2 separate regions of the Mus musculus genome follow, and region 2 is linked to region 1. Evidence: chromatin contacts called from public Hi-C data. All regions are on one chromosome and are shown on one strand. Each heading gives the region's core, a stretch centred on a gene start, on an enhancer-like site or on the middle of the called end of the contact. The rest is flanking DNA. Distances are from core to core; before and after follow the strand shown. Region 1 overlaps Gm34472 (a long non-coding RNA gene). Region 2 overlaps Gm34590 (a long non-coding RNA gene).

Region 1 (6,741 bases), core at 1,112-3,611:
CCTGACGAATTTTGACAAGGACACATATTTATGGAAGAAGAATTTACCTTCTATTATTCTCAAGAAATGGAAGTGTGGAATGGAAACAGCTTCTCCAGGACTAGTTCATCTGGTTCTTCTGTTTGTAATTACCCTTCTGGGGGCTCAAGCTACTTGTTTTATAAGCAACATAATAATTGCGTTCTTAGTTGCTGGCAAAGCACAGTCCATATTCAAATGTAAGATAATCACTAAAGCAAATTGTCCTTCACCCACCAATTTAGTAAGACCCGATGCCCTTACAGTTACCTTTATCTTGAGCCATGGAGGACACTTGAATCATCCAGTTACTCACTTAAGTGTGCCTTCTATTCATTTCAGCTTGAACCTGCTTTCTTGAGTTTCCACATCAATTTGATAATATAAAAGAGAAACTTAGGTGGCCTTGTTGATAGTCGGTAGTGTTAGGATTTTTGAAGTCTCCTGTCGCTTCTTGTATCCTCAGGATTGTGTAATGTTTTAAGTACAAAGGATAGCTCTCCCCAGCATTCCTTTGTGTTTCTTATATGTGACAGCAAAAGATTGCAGTTACTTTTTTTGAGCCATTCAAAGATTTTAGTAAACAGCTAGAAAAGGAGACAATATTCTCCTATGTATTTCCTCTATGAATTCTTGGTTGTTTTTTTCCTTAGCAGTTGAATTATAAATGGTGCAGCTTGGAATAAACACATACAGACACACACACACACACACACACACACACACACACACACACAGGTACAGGCATACACTACACAGATATACATATACAGACACACAGATGTGTGTCACACATAGACACACATTATTTTATGTCTTTGCCATCTTATTGTCTGTTACTCTTCTTACTCCTTAAAGATCAGCCTCTTTGCTTTTATACACACACACACACACACACACACACACACAAAAAGGTGTTTTATCCTTTTGGGTTTTAATTCTGAGAATTCTATAAAAGATAATATAATGCTGTTTACTGTGGTGGTTTGAATATGCTTGGCCCATGGGGAGTGGCACTGTTACAAGGCATGACCTTGTTGGAGGAAGTATGTCACTGCTAGAGTGGGCTTTGCCATCCAATATTCAGGCTCCACCCAGTGCAGAAGACAGTCTTCTCCTAGCTGTCTTAAGATCAAGGTGTAGAACTCTTAGCTTCTTCTCCAACACCAAGTCTGCCTGGATGATGCTGTGCTTCCCACCATGAGGACTGAACCTCTGAAACGGTAAGCCAGCCCCAGCTAAATGTTTGTCTTGTTAAGAGTTGCCTTGGTCATGGTGTCTCTTCACAGGAATGAAACCCTGAGACAATTGTCTACCTGCAATTGTGAGGCCATTTGACTAAGAAAAAGAAAAAAGAAAAGAAAAGAAAACAGGTGTGTGTGCAGCTGTGCATACATGCTGTTCACTTGTGCATACAGTCGTGAGTGCAGCTGTGCATACAGGTGTGCGTGCACCTGTGCATACATGCTGTTCACCTGTGCATATGGCCACATGGTTGTCTCAGTGAGCAGAGCTGTGCGGCAGAGGTGAGAGGGGAGAACATCTTGAAGACATGCTTTTTAAACCTAAGTTTTAAATCTTGAAGAATGCAGTCCCAATGAATGATTAAAAACAAAACAAAAAAATACCTGCTGGCTTAAAAAAGGAAATGAAGAGAAGAATCAAGGAAAAATAAATACTGCTTGTGATTCTGAGTCTGGAATTTGGTGTGAAGAACAATTGGGAAATTCTGTCTATCTGAACAGATGAGCCTCTAGTTCACTGCTGCTCAGTCTGTGGATGGCAACCCCTTTTGGGTACCAAACATCCTTTCACAAGAGCAGAATATCAGATACCCCGCATACCAGGTATTCATGTCAGGATTCATTAACAGTAGCAAAATTACAATTGTAAAGTAGCAACAAAAACAATTTTGTGGTTGGTGGTAACCACAACCTGAGGAGAGTCACAGTGATAGGAAGGCTTGGAATCACTGCTCTAGTGCTATAACTAGAACCACTGGCGTTTACTGCATTAAGAAACCTTTCCTATCTCAAGGTAATACTATGGATCACAAAGATAACTGACATCTGGCTGTGGTCTCTACATGTAGGCATGTGTACCTGCACACTGCTGTATGTATCACACTCATATACATAACACACCACACTTTGCATACCACAACCTGGTCTCTGCCATGCACTGTGTCTTTGTCACCTTGAGGATCCCTGCACTGTTCCTCTCTTTGTCCCCTAACACTGTTGCATGGCACTTTCCTCTAATTGAACCATCCCCCGAGGAGGGAGGGAGGGAGAGGGTCAAAGGTCTCCTAAGGTTGACACAAGGTCACTTGTTTTAGAGAACAGCAACTTGGACCATTCTCAAGGCCCCATTCCAGCAGTTTAAAATGAGTAAACAACTGTAGGGGAGGAGACTGTTAATCAGGCCAAGGGCAGAGAGAAGAGTTGTGGGTTTTGTTTGTTTGTTTTTGTTTTGTTTTGTTTTTGAGGGTGGAGCTGTCTGCAAGCTGCCAGAAAGCTCCAGGGTTGCAGCTCCTTGAGTTTTTCTGGTATTTTGTGACCATTATTGGGGTGGGCTTTCTGTGATTCAGCTGCTCTTGGGTCACCCCTTGCTCCTCGTAAGCAACCCTAACAAACACTGCTTCACCAAGTTGGCCACTGGTGTAATTGTTACTTAATTGGTCAGTCACGAACTCCCTCTAGGCAGTGAATAGAGGAGTGTGTCCTGTTTTCCCAGGAAAAGACAACTAACTACACAAGACACTTAGCAATACTTAAGGCTTAGTGGCTAATTAGATCAAGGGTGGCCCTCCAGAACTGAGATGCCATTGAGGGTAGGGACCCACGAGAGGAGACTTCCCAAGCTGTGCTGTGCCTTTCCACTGTTTCCCTGCAGTATAATATAGGATGAAATTTTATGGGTGTTTTGATTTGTTTTCTTTAGTGTCAGCAGTGACAAATGCTTGTAGACAGAACAAGGGCGTGTCCTGTCAGCCTGTCTCACCTTCTCAGCCAGAATATAATACTGCCGCAAAGGACTTCTATTTCCTGGGTTCCAGGGTCTGGGGAGGGCTGAGTTAGGCCTTAGTGTGTAGTCCACAAATTTCTGATCTTCATAAATTGAGTTAGTATTCGACTGAGGACGCTGGCTTTCTCTAACCATGTGATGGGCCAACATCCTATAGATGGAGTCTGACTACAAACTGTGAAAAATAGTAAACTCAGAGTCAGCCTCTGAGGACCTTATATTCTCATCTAGGACTCTGCCATTGATGCATCCTTTTTTTTCTTTTTTCTTTTGGTTTTTGAGACAGGGTTTCTCTGTATAGCCCTGGCTGTCCTGGAACTCACTTTGTAGACCAGGCTGGCCTCGAACTCAGAAATCCGCCTGCCTCTGCCTCCCAAGTGCTGGGATTAAAGGCGTGCGCCACCACGCCCGGCCCATCCTTTTTTATTATATATTATAGAGGCAAAGCTGTTAGGCCAGTGGTTCTCAACCCATGGGTGCGACCCCTTTGGCAAACCTCTACATCTCTAAAAATACTTACATTATGATTCATAACAGTATCAGAATTGCAGTTATGAAGTATCAACACAAGTAATTTTATGGTTGGGGGTGTCACTACAATGTGGGGAACTGTATTAAGGGTCTGAGTGTTAGGAAGGCTGAGAACCATTGTGCTAGGTAAACACCTTAGCATGAATAATTCCTGTGTCCCTGAGACAGAATAGCAGACAGAAGCAGCCAGGGCAGGGAAGGTTTATTTGTGGCTCACAATGTCTGTGAAATCTCAGTACATCACGGTAGAGATGTCGAGGGGGTCAGTGAAATTCCTTTTGTGGCTGGGACCCTGAGGTGGTTGTGTTCACATGGAACTGACAGGAAGCTGAGTAAGCTGGACTGGAAACAGAGGCCAGTTGTAGGAGGCTAGGATACTCTTCAAAGGCTCACCCCCAGTGACCTATGTCCACTACCTGGGCCCCACCTTCCAAAGTTTCCACTGCCTTCAATATTGTCCGGTAGGATGGGGACCAAATAATCAAACATGACTTGTGGACAATATTCCAGGCATCCTTTTTTTCCCTCCAATGATCTAACTGCCCATATCTTGTGCACAGTAGGCAAGATTTACTACTGAGCTATATCTCCAACGCAGTCAGCCATCTTTTAAGAGCATTCTGTAAAAGGTATTGCGTGGAAACTGTATTTATTAAATACTCTTTCTGTTCTAGTCAGTTCTTCTGTTGCAATAAAACACCATGACTAAAACCAACTCGGGGAGGAAAGGGGTTATTTCAGTTTATAGGTTGTAATCTATCATCAAAGGAAGCCAGGACAGGAGTTCAAAGCAGGAACCTTGAGGCTGGACTGAAGCAGAGGCCATGGAGGGGTGCTGCTTACTGGCTTGCTCCGCGCAGCTCTCTCAGTTGCTTTTTTTTGGGGGGGGGGTTTCAAGACAGGGTTTCTCTGTATAGCCCTGGCTGCCCTGGAACTCACTTTGTAGACCAGGCTGGCCTGGAACTCAGAAATCCTCCTGCCTCTGCCTCCTGAGTGCTGGGATTAAAGGCGTGCACCACCACACCCGGCTTCTCAGTTGCTTTCTTATACAACCCTGGACCGCTTATCCAGGGATGACCCCACTCACAGTGAGTGAGCCCTCTCACATCAATCAAGAAAATACCCCCATAGACGCCCATGGATCCATTTCATTGCGGCAGTCCCTCTCCTGAGATCCCCTCCTCCCAGGTTATTCTAGTTAACAAACACTAAGTCTCACACTTACTTACTCAGTGTGGGAAGACTGACAACAAAATAACTATCCAAAAAAAAAAAAAAATTGAAAACCAAAAAAAAAAAAAAAAAAAAAAAAAAAAAAAGGAAAAAAATGTCAAGTGGGATGAATTAGAGCTCTGTATCTTGGTTTAGAAAAATTAAATTACATAAGCCCATGAGAGGGACAGCTGACCTGGGCACTGCTCACAGGAAGAAAATGTGGTTTTAGTTGCTCCATCTGCAATGTCTGGAAAGACTTCAAAAATGCAGTGCAAATAGGACCACTTTAAAGGTAAAGACCCCAAGCTCTGGGCTCAGGAAGTAGAAAACCTTTTGTTCACTTGGTTTTAGCTCTTGGCATCACAGTGCCTCCCCCTGAGAACATTTACAGGCTACAGTGCTTAGGGAGCATGCATAGTCAAACTATGGGTTGTCACCAAGAATAAGTGTCACATCTGTGTGGTTGATATCAAGCAGGATAGAACAGGAATAGGAAAAGGAAGAAGAGAGAAAGACCACCATGCCGAACAGGATGTAACTGGGTTGAGAAAGATGTGAATTCAATAGTATCTAATGAGTATCTAATGAGTTGTACTGAAGCCTTGCTGTAGTTTATGTGTGAGTATACATACTGGTCATGTATAGGATGGACTTATTTTGGGGGCGAGTCATAGTCAACCAAGTCTGAAAGATATTAAGGTAGAGAAAGAAATCCAGATGGTGCTAATTGCAACTAGCAGGTATGTGTAACTTGAAGAGTAAGTAAGAGGTGATATAAAAGCTCTCTTCCATTAGTTGAAGGACCGTCGTGTAGAAGAGGCAGTTGTTAGATCACCATGCAGATGAGCTATCTGACAGTTGGTGCTGTCTGTCCAGAAAACTGCAAAATACCTCCCTTTAAAGATGCTTTAGCACAAGATAGAGGTTCACCGAGGCAGAGATTCTCTGCTGGGAAAGAAGATCGATTAGAATTCCTTGGATGTCCCCCAACCATTCTGTTTTCACCATGGGTGTGTTTGATTTTGTAACTATAGCGATAGACATTTTAGCCAAGTCCTAGGTCATCTCCTATGGTTGGGGAAAAAAAGACAGTTCATTCATTTCTAGTTATTTTTATAACATCATGTGTCACATGGGGTGTCTGTTTTACATATGAAATTATTAAGGAACTTGATAAATACCAGCCCCTGAATTCTTTAGCTTAGCTATGTATTCTCTCAACTCTGGCTACCAACCTGACATGTGGAAGAGACCCCTGAATCCCTTACCTGTTGACACCTGTTCTCTCCTCATTTGTAAGAAAAATGCCAAGTTTTACCTGGGTTCACAGCTGCCTGCTATAGATATTGTATTTCTCAAGAATTCACACATATATAAATATATATTCAATTACACTCAATCATGCCTAAAGCAATAGGAATGAAACCTGTTCGCTTCTGAGAAACTCTGAGAAAAGACTGCCAAGCGTCTCTGCTGCCTCCCCTCTCCTTGCCTCTTGGTCAAATATAAACTGCCATCCTGAACTATGAAGTGGAAACCAAGTGTCCAGGATGCTGGGCCTAGTTGCCTGACATGACATGTATACTCATTTATCAATCTAGACTAATCTTTTACAGGATAATTAACAAGAGAGAGAGAGAGAGAGAGAGAGAGAGAGAGAGAGAGAGAGAGCACTTCATCTCACCTAAGCCAATGCTGTTTGTTATATAAAGTTGAACCTAGTGTTAATTGATAACTCCAGTTTTTCTTTCACCCAGGAGCATTGGGCACTTGCGATGGTTTATATTAGCTACCAGTTTGACAAGATTTAGAATCCAGGATGACTCTCTAGGCTTGCTGGTGAGGGACTGTCTGGATTAGACTGATCAGGGTGGGGAGAACTACATAAATGTGGATGGTATGCTTCCACGGACTGGGGTCTGAGACTCAGTACAAAGGAAAAACATGGCT
Region 2 (6,424 bases), core at 1,014-3,513, 130 kb after region 1:
ATGAGGAATAAGAACGAGGAGCCCAGGACTAAAGACCTTTCTGCTTGAAAAGTGGTCTCTCTTGCCTGCACCTTGATGGTTTCATTTGGAGGCAGTGCAGAATCAGCACTGTGTGTGCGCTGCCAGGGGACTTTTTTTTTTTTAAAGCTAGCACTGTGTTCAGCATCAACAGCAACTCTTAGGTGGAGACCCCAGACTGGGATGGCTTTGCAGTGGCTGAAGGCAGAGGGATAGGGAGGACACTGCTCTCCTCAAGCACAGCATTTCTCATCCTCCTTGAGCCCGAAGCCCATCAGTGTGAGCCTCTAGTGAGGTGCAGACCTAACCAACATACAGTTGCTGCTATTTTATGTGCCCTGAAACCGACGCTTCCTGGTGACTTTGTTGAGGGTCTCTCACATTCCGTTGCCTGAATCAGTCCACTTCTCTGGGAGCTGTGTTCAGGGTTGGACAGACTTATGCGTGGCTGTGGAACATGCCAGTTTTGTCATTCCATGAATCTCCAGCTCTCCACTTTCTTTCCCTGCTAAAAACTATACTTTCCAACTCAAGGTGACAGTTCCTTCCTGTGTGACACTTCATTACCATGTCTTTGTGACAACATGCTGTACTTCTTATCGTTACTGCAGCTTATACCCCCATGACTTAATGTTCTCTGAAATGTGGGTCATGACCCATTAGTGAGCTTTGAAATCACTTTAATGGGTCATGACCTGAATTTTAAAGAATGAAACAGAAGAGCTGAGAACACCTTAGGATGTATTGCACAGGCATTCTAAATTATACAAAGGGTAAAAATATTTCCTGATTTGATTTATGGTCAAAAAGCCTGGAAGCCACTATCACATAGTAATGATATTTTCAGTGTTTATAGAACAGAAAACCTTGATCCACCTAGTTTAAGTGACAAATGATGTATTAACTTATATGACAAGATGGTTGGGGACAGGGCAGTTCTACCTAGCTTTGGTTTGTTGGCCACTTGGCAACATCAAGGACCCAAACTTCTGCCCTTTTTGCCCTTTTTCTTCTTTGCAAACTGGCTGCAAGAGTTCCCTACATCATGACATCAAGAGGCAGAAGAGAAAGGTGAGATTAACAGTTTGGGTTTCCTTTTTTAGCCAGCTCTGCGGACCTCAGCTCTATCCACTGCTCTTCAAAATGGATAACTGAAATAAAACGAACAATGTCTCTCTTCAGGCATAGCAAAAACAAAACAAAACAAAACAAAACAAAAAAAAAACCTAAAATTAGTAGATGAAGATAAAGGTGCCTCTCAGAAATGCTTGTCTGGTTTTATTGCTCAGGAAAAAAAAGGGAGAAAGGGAGAACTAGACCACCCAAAGCATGTGTGGGCCCTGCACAACCAGATGCGTGGACTGGCTCACACCCATTTCTCTTCACACTCTGCAATGCTTTCTTTGTAGCAAGTCTAGCCACACACCTCAATTTCCAGGGATTAAGTTAAACCAATCCCTTTGCTTCAAAGTATAAATACCCATGGAGTACAAAGATTAAATATCCAGTCCCTGATCCAGGCGGCTGCAGACAGAGCTCACGATGTGCTGCGGAATCTTTCCCGAGGGCTAGGATTTCTTTCTTTTCTAGGGCGCTATGAAATGTGAAGTGCTAGAGGGCCACCGTTGGACACGGGGATGCTATTTCAGTAATAAAACGCATATTCTTCACAATGCAGATGGCACTCTGAGTTCCACAGATGGGACTGGGGCTCTGGGGAGAGGCAAACAGAAACGGTGGGTGTGGCGAGGCATGACGTCATCCTAGCTAGGGCTTTCTCTAGAACGGTGGCAAGTTTACTGCTGAATCATCCCTGGGGCCAGTTATCGGCATGTCAGTTGGACAAAGGTCCCTGTAATTAAGCCCTGATTCACCACTTACCTCCGCACCATTCTGCTTATGTTGCCTTTGGAGGCCAGACAAGAAACATGAATACATAAAATTAACCTATCTGTGAGAGCTGCGCAGAAGCCAACGCTGTTGTGAAACCAGTGCTATTGCTAGTCTTCTCTCAATAGCACAAATGTAGGTATGTGGACTTGGGTGTTCATTTGCACACACACACACACACACACACACACACACACACACACACACATCCATCAGAGAATGCACATTCTGGACTTTGATCTGAAGTAAATGTTAATTCCTGAAATAATTTGGGATCTATATTTGCTTTGGCTACAAACCGGAGACTCTCTTGCATGCCCAGCAGAGGAAACGGCGTGGGAGAGCCATCTGAGTCCTCAAAGGTCAGCACTTTCATCCTTCTGGAGAGGCACAAACCTGCTGTCAGATGCAGGGCTGCACCCAGTCCCAGGAAGGCAACAGATATAGAGGTGTCTGGCTTCTTTCTCTGGTTAACTCATCACCCACTAACAGTCTGCAAGGGATCAGTGGCCTCAGCTAGTCCCAAGTAGGCCAGAGCGTCCTCTCCATCCAGATACAGGAAGGCCCTTGTCAACATGTTCACTGGCCAACTAAGATAGCCATTGTGGGAGGTATCCAGAAAGGATGAAGAAGTCACAAGAGCCGTGAAAGATGCTTCTCTCTCTCTCTCTCTCTTTTTTTTTTTTTTTTTTTTTTTTGGTTTTTCGAGACAGGGTTTCTCTGTGTAGCCCTGGCTGTCCTGGAACTCACTTTGTAGACCAGGCTGGCCTCGAACTCAGAAATCCACCTGCCTCTGCCTCCCGAGTGCTGGGATTAAAGGCGTGCGCCACCACGCCCGGCTGATGCTTCTCTTTAGTATCATGCTGGACTCAAGTCTCCATCGATGTTGAAGATATTTCCATTGCCTTTATAGGAGTTGGGGTGGGAGGTGAGATGAGCGGGTACGAGTGAGCAGAACAGAGCCATTTACCAATGTCTTGGGACACTTTGACAAGCAAGCCGTCATTACAGAGAACTGTCAAGGCTTAGCATTCCTTTCTACAGAACAACCAGTAATTGGTAAGAGCTAATGTATATGACGTGCTTGCTGTGTGCCCTGCACAGTTGAGAGCTTCCATGCATTTAGACCCCAGACCCAACAGGTCGGTGCTTCTTTACCATTTATAGATGAGGTAGTCAGCCTTGGGGATACTGTGATGGCTCAGTGAGTAAAGATAGTTGCTGTCAAGCTTGACAGTCTGAATTTGATGCCCTGGGACCTACATGGTGGAAAGAGAACTGACTTCCCCAAGCTGTCCTCTGACCTCTACACACACAGAGAGTCACAGACACATACATACAAACGACACACACACAGACACACACACAATAGACACACATACACTAAACAGATGCTTTGTTTTTGTCCTTTAAAGAAAGTAAACCTCAGGCAGAGGAGAGCCTTTCACTGTCTGCAACCACCCTGTTTACCTGCCTGTTTCTAAAGCTGGGTCCTTCCCATTCTGCCGCAGACCCTCTGGGCCCCTTTGTCTGCGTGGAACGGGTCTCTAGTCGCAGGTGGGCAAAGCGTCACAGACTGATGCACACAGGAGAGGTTGTGTAGAATCTGAATGTAATTTGTCAAATCGAGCATCAAACTTTTTATACAGAAGAAAATAGGGAAGTTGGGTGATACACCAGCAAGGTACAAAGAGGTTACTGGATTCTTACACAAAACAGAGGAATACAAACACAGAAGGTCTGACAGGAACCACCTGGGATAGAATTCATTGTTAACAACTGGGATCAAAAAGAGCTCCACCTAAGGTCCACTTAATCTTAGAAGCCAGGGTCAAGGGCTTCGTGCCCTTGCCATAGTTCCTATTTTAGTCTATTGTATAGTCCACCTTCCCCCTAGGCCATTGTAAATACATGTATATGGGTGTAACTCAGCTATCTATAGTTCTAAGTATCTACTCTGGTTCCTCCTTAGGTCTCAAACTTCCTTCTTCTTAGATGATGGTAAATTCCTGTGTAGGGCAGTGACTTAGCTTTTGTTCAAAGTGATAGTGTAATACCAGAGTCAATTCTGAATGTCACTGAATAGGCAACATTCTTACTGAATTCCAAGCCCATGGTCAGCTCAAGGACTTTCTAGGACATTGGAACACTGGCAAAGGCTTAGCTATGTCAGAATTCAATCTTAAAAGGCACTTATAATAAGATAATACTAAAAGAGAGCACGTGGATCCATACACCAGACTAACTCGGGACTAGGGTATGAGTATGAGAGTGTCAAAGTTCCAGGAGGTGAGTTTCCGTGAAACTCTTTGCCTCGTGAGTGGCTTTTAGGTTTCAGGCCTGTCAAGCTGATTCGACCGGAGTGCGTGGCACCATTCCTGAGGATTCAGCTCTAGCATTATACAGCTTGGATCTTCGGAGGCCCCTAAAGGCCCTTTGGGGCCCCTAGTGGCTCTTTGGAAGGTGGAGGCTAAGGAGGTGGGGTCTAGGGAAAGGCCCGTACATCCTGGTGTGCTATGGGGCCCTTAACTTTTCACTTCCTGTCTAGACATGATATGGGTACTCCCCCACCATGCATGGCAGATGTGTCTGAGGCTGCACTAGCAATAAACCTCTTCTCTGTAAGTGAACTGTCTCAGGTATGTCTTTCTAGTGATAAAGAACTGCCTAGCCCATGTCCCCAGTGAAGCTTTCCCTACCCATCCATCTGAATGCAGCCCCCAACGCTCTGAAATGCACCCTCCCCGACATTTTCTACATAGAAGATCTCAGAGTCTGTAGGTCTCTCTCACTTTTTGTTGTTGTTGTTGACTTTTAGTCTCTGCTATTCAGAGACTTAGCTGTATGAGGACAGGAACTTTATCTCTTTCATTTGCCCTGTTCATTCTAGGCATGCATGCATCCATAAATGAATGCAGTTGGTGACACGTGGACATGAACATGTCTCATGCAGAAGCCTGGTTCTCAGTCTTTGTCTACTCTCGCCATAACTAATCATCCTGCCATCAAATATTTATTAAATTACCAACCAGTGCCAGGCACTGAGGTAGGTACTGGAGAACTGAATGAGCAAGACATAGTCTCTACCCTGGAAACCCCACCTCTGATAGGAATGGTAGCTGGGAAGGATACCATGGACACATCTTAGCAGAGAGTTGTGTGTCATGTGACATAGCAACAGGGAGTGGAGCTGCCTCTGCCAGACCAGGAAGACCTCTGCAGCTGGAACTTGAGGTCAAAAGTAGACTCTGGATGGGAGGGAGGGAGGGAGGGACGGAGGGAGGGACGGAGGGAGGGAGAGAAGGAGAGAAGTAGGGAGGGAGGGATGGATGCGGATGTCGGTTTAGCAGGGAGGGTGCGGGATTCTGAACTAGGCTTTACCCACCTTACCCAGCTCAGTCATGCTTCCATCTTGGATCTCAGCAACTAGGAAGACCATTGCCCAACTGACATAGGCTAATGGAAGTGCTGTGGAGGGAACTGCTGTCTGAGGTGCTGTAGAGGGAGAGTGTGTCTATGTGGTGGGTCAGATACCCTTCAACTCTCTTAGTTAGGGTTTTCATTGCTGTGAAGAGACACCATGACCAAGGCAACTCTTCTAAAAGAAAACATTTGGTTTCAAATGGACTTAAAGTTTCAGAGGTTTAGTCCATTATCGTCATGGCAGGAAGCATGGTGGCATGCAGGCAGGCATGGTGCTAGAGACAGAGCAGAGAGTTCTACATCTTGATCTGAAGGCAGCAGAAGGAAACTGTGTCACACTGGGCATAACTTGAGCATATATGAGACCAGAAAGCCTGCCTCCACAGTGACACACTTCCTCCAACAAGGCCACACCTACTCCGGCAAGGGCACACTCCTAATAGTATCACTCTTATGAGTCTATGGGGCCATTTCTATTCAAACCACCACAAACTCTTAGAGTACCATAAGTGGAGTATCTGTCTCATGAAGGGGTATGTGTGTGTGTGTGTGTATGTGTATGTATGCTGTGTGTGTGCTATGTGCATGTGTGCTGTGTGTATGTGTGCTATGTGCATGTGTGTGCGCGTGCGCACTTAGAACTCATCAGTCCTTTGTTCTGTCCACTGCATTGCTCTGCCAGTTCTAGGCAAGGGTAGGAGTGAGAGCACCCATGGAGTCCAAAGCGGTTCTTGAGGAATGCTGTCTGTGCTTATAGTTGGACACATGAGCTTCCCTGACATCACAGGACCCACCCCTTGCTATGTGGCTCTCTCTCCTCTGGGTGTGAGTCTCATTTGTATTTCCAGAGCAGCCTATCAGAATGTGGACAGCCTCTTCCTTCATGTCCTCTCAGCTTCATGGTAAGTGTTTGCTCTTTCAGAGTGAAAGACAGGTCTAGGTTCAGCTTTCTATAGCCTGTACCAATTCAGAGTCCATGAGTAAGATGAGCTGACTACTAAGAATAGTTAGAACCCATGGTTCCCTGTCTCAGCAGCTGCATGGCTGAGGGCTAGGGAGGGATTCATCCACATGTGGATTGCCCATACTGCTC

What was found. A called contact is a pair of places that touch in the nucleus more often than the background predicts.
Region 2: a contact with region 1 is called in a Hi-C map of liver, with 2.4 times the contacts expected there. The contact joins two enhancer-like sites. A contact is called at or near these places in 3 of 484 Hi-C or Micro-C datasets (the HL-1 cell line and liver) and 3 of 115 datasets of contacts at active chromatin or transcription factors (embryonic stem cells, forebrain and pancreatic cancer cells).

The regions. Positions count from the first base shown.
Region 1 is chr15:36,829,475-36,836,215 of GRCm38.p6, forward strand. All of the region lies in intron 1 of Gm34472 (a long non-coding RNA gene), which reads right to left. Among named protein-coding and RNA genes, the nearest start is that of Gm34472, 10 kb to the right of the region's middle. Within about 2 kb of position 2,362, at least 7 of the 459 cell types and tissues checked have an H3K27ac peak or open chromatin away from gene starts, as enhancers often do. A contact at or near this core is called in liver, where this site is marked.
Region 2 is chr15:36,958,713-36,965,136 of GRCm38.p6, forward strand. It overlaps Gm34590 (a long non-coding RNA gene), which reads left to right. Exons shown (of 8, transcript XR_875167.3): 8 at 4,799-4,992. Among named protein-coding and RNA genes, the nearest start is that of Gm34590, 24 kb to the left of the region's middle. Within about 2 kb of position 2,264, at least 136 of the 459 cell types and tissues checked have an H3K27ac peak or open chromatin away from gene starts, as enhancers often do. A contact at or near this core is called in liver, where this site is marked.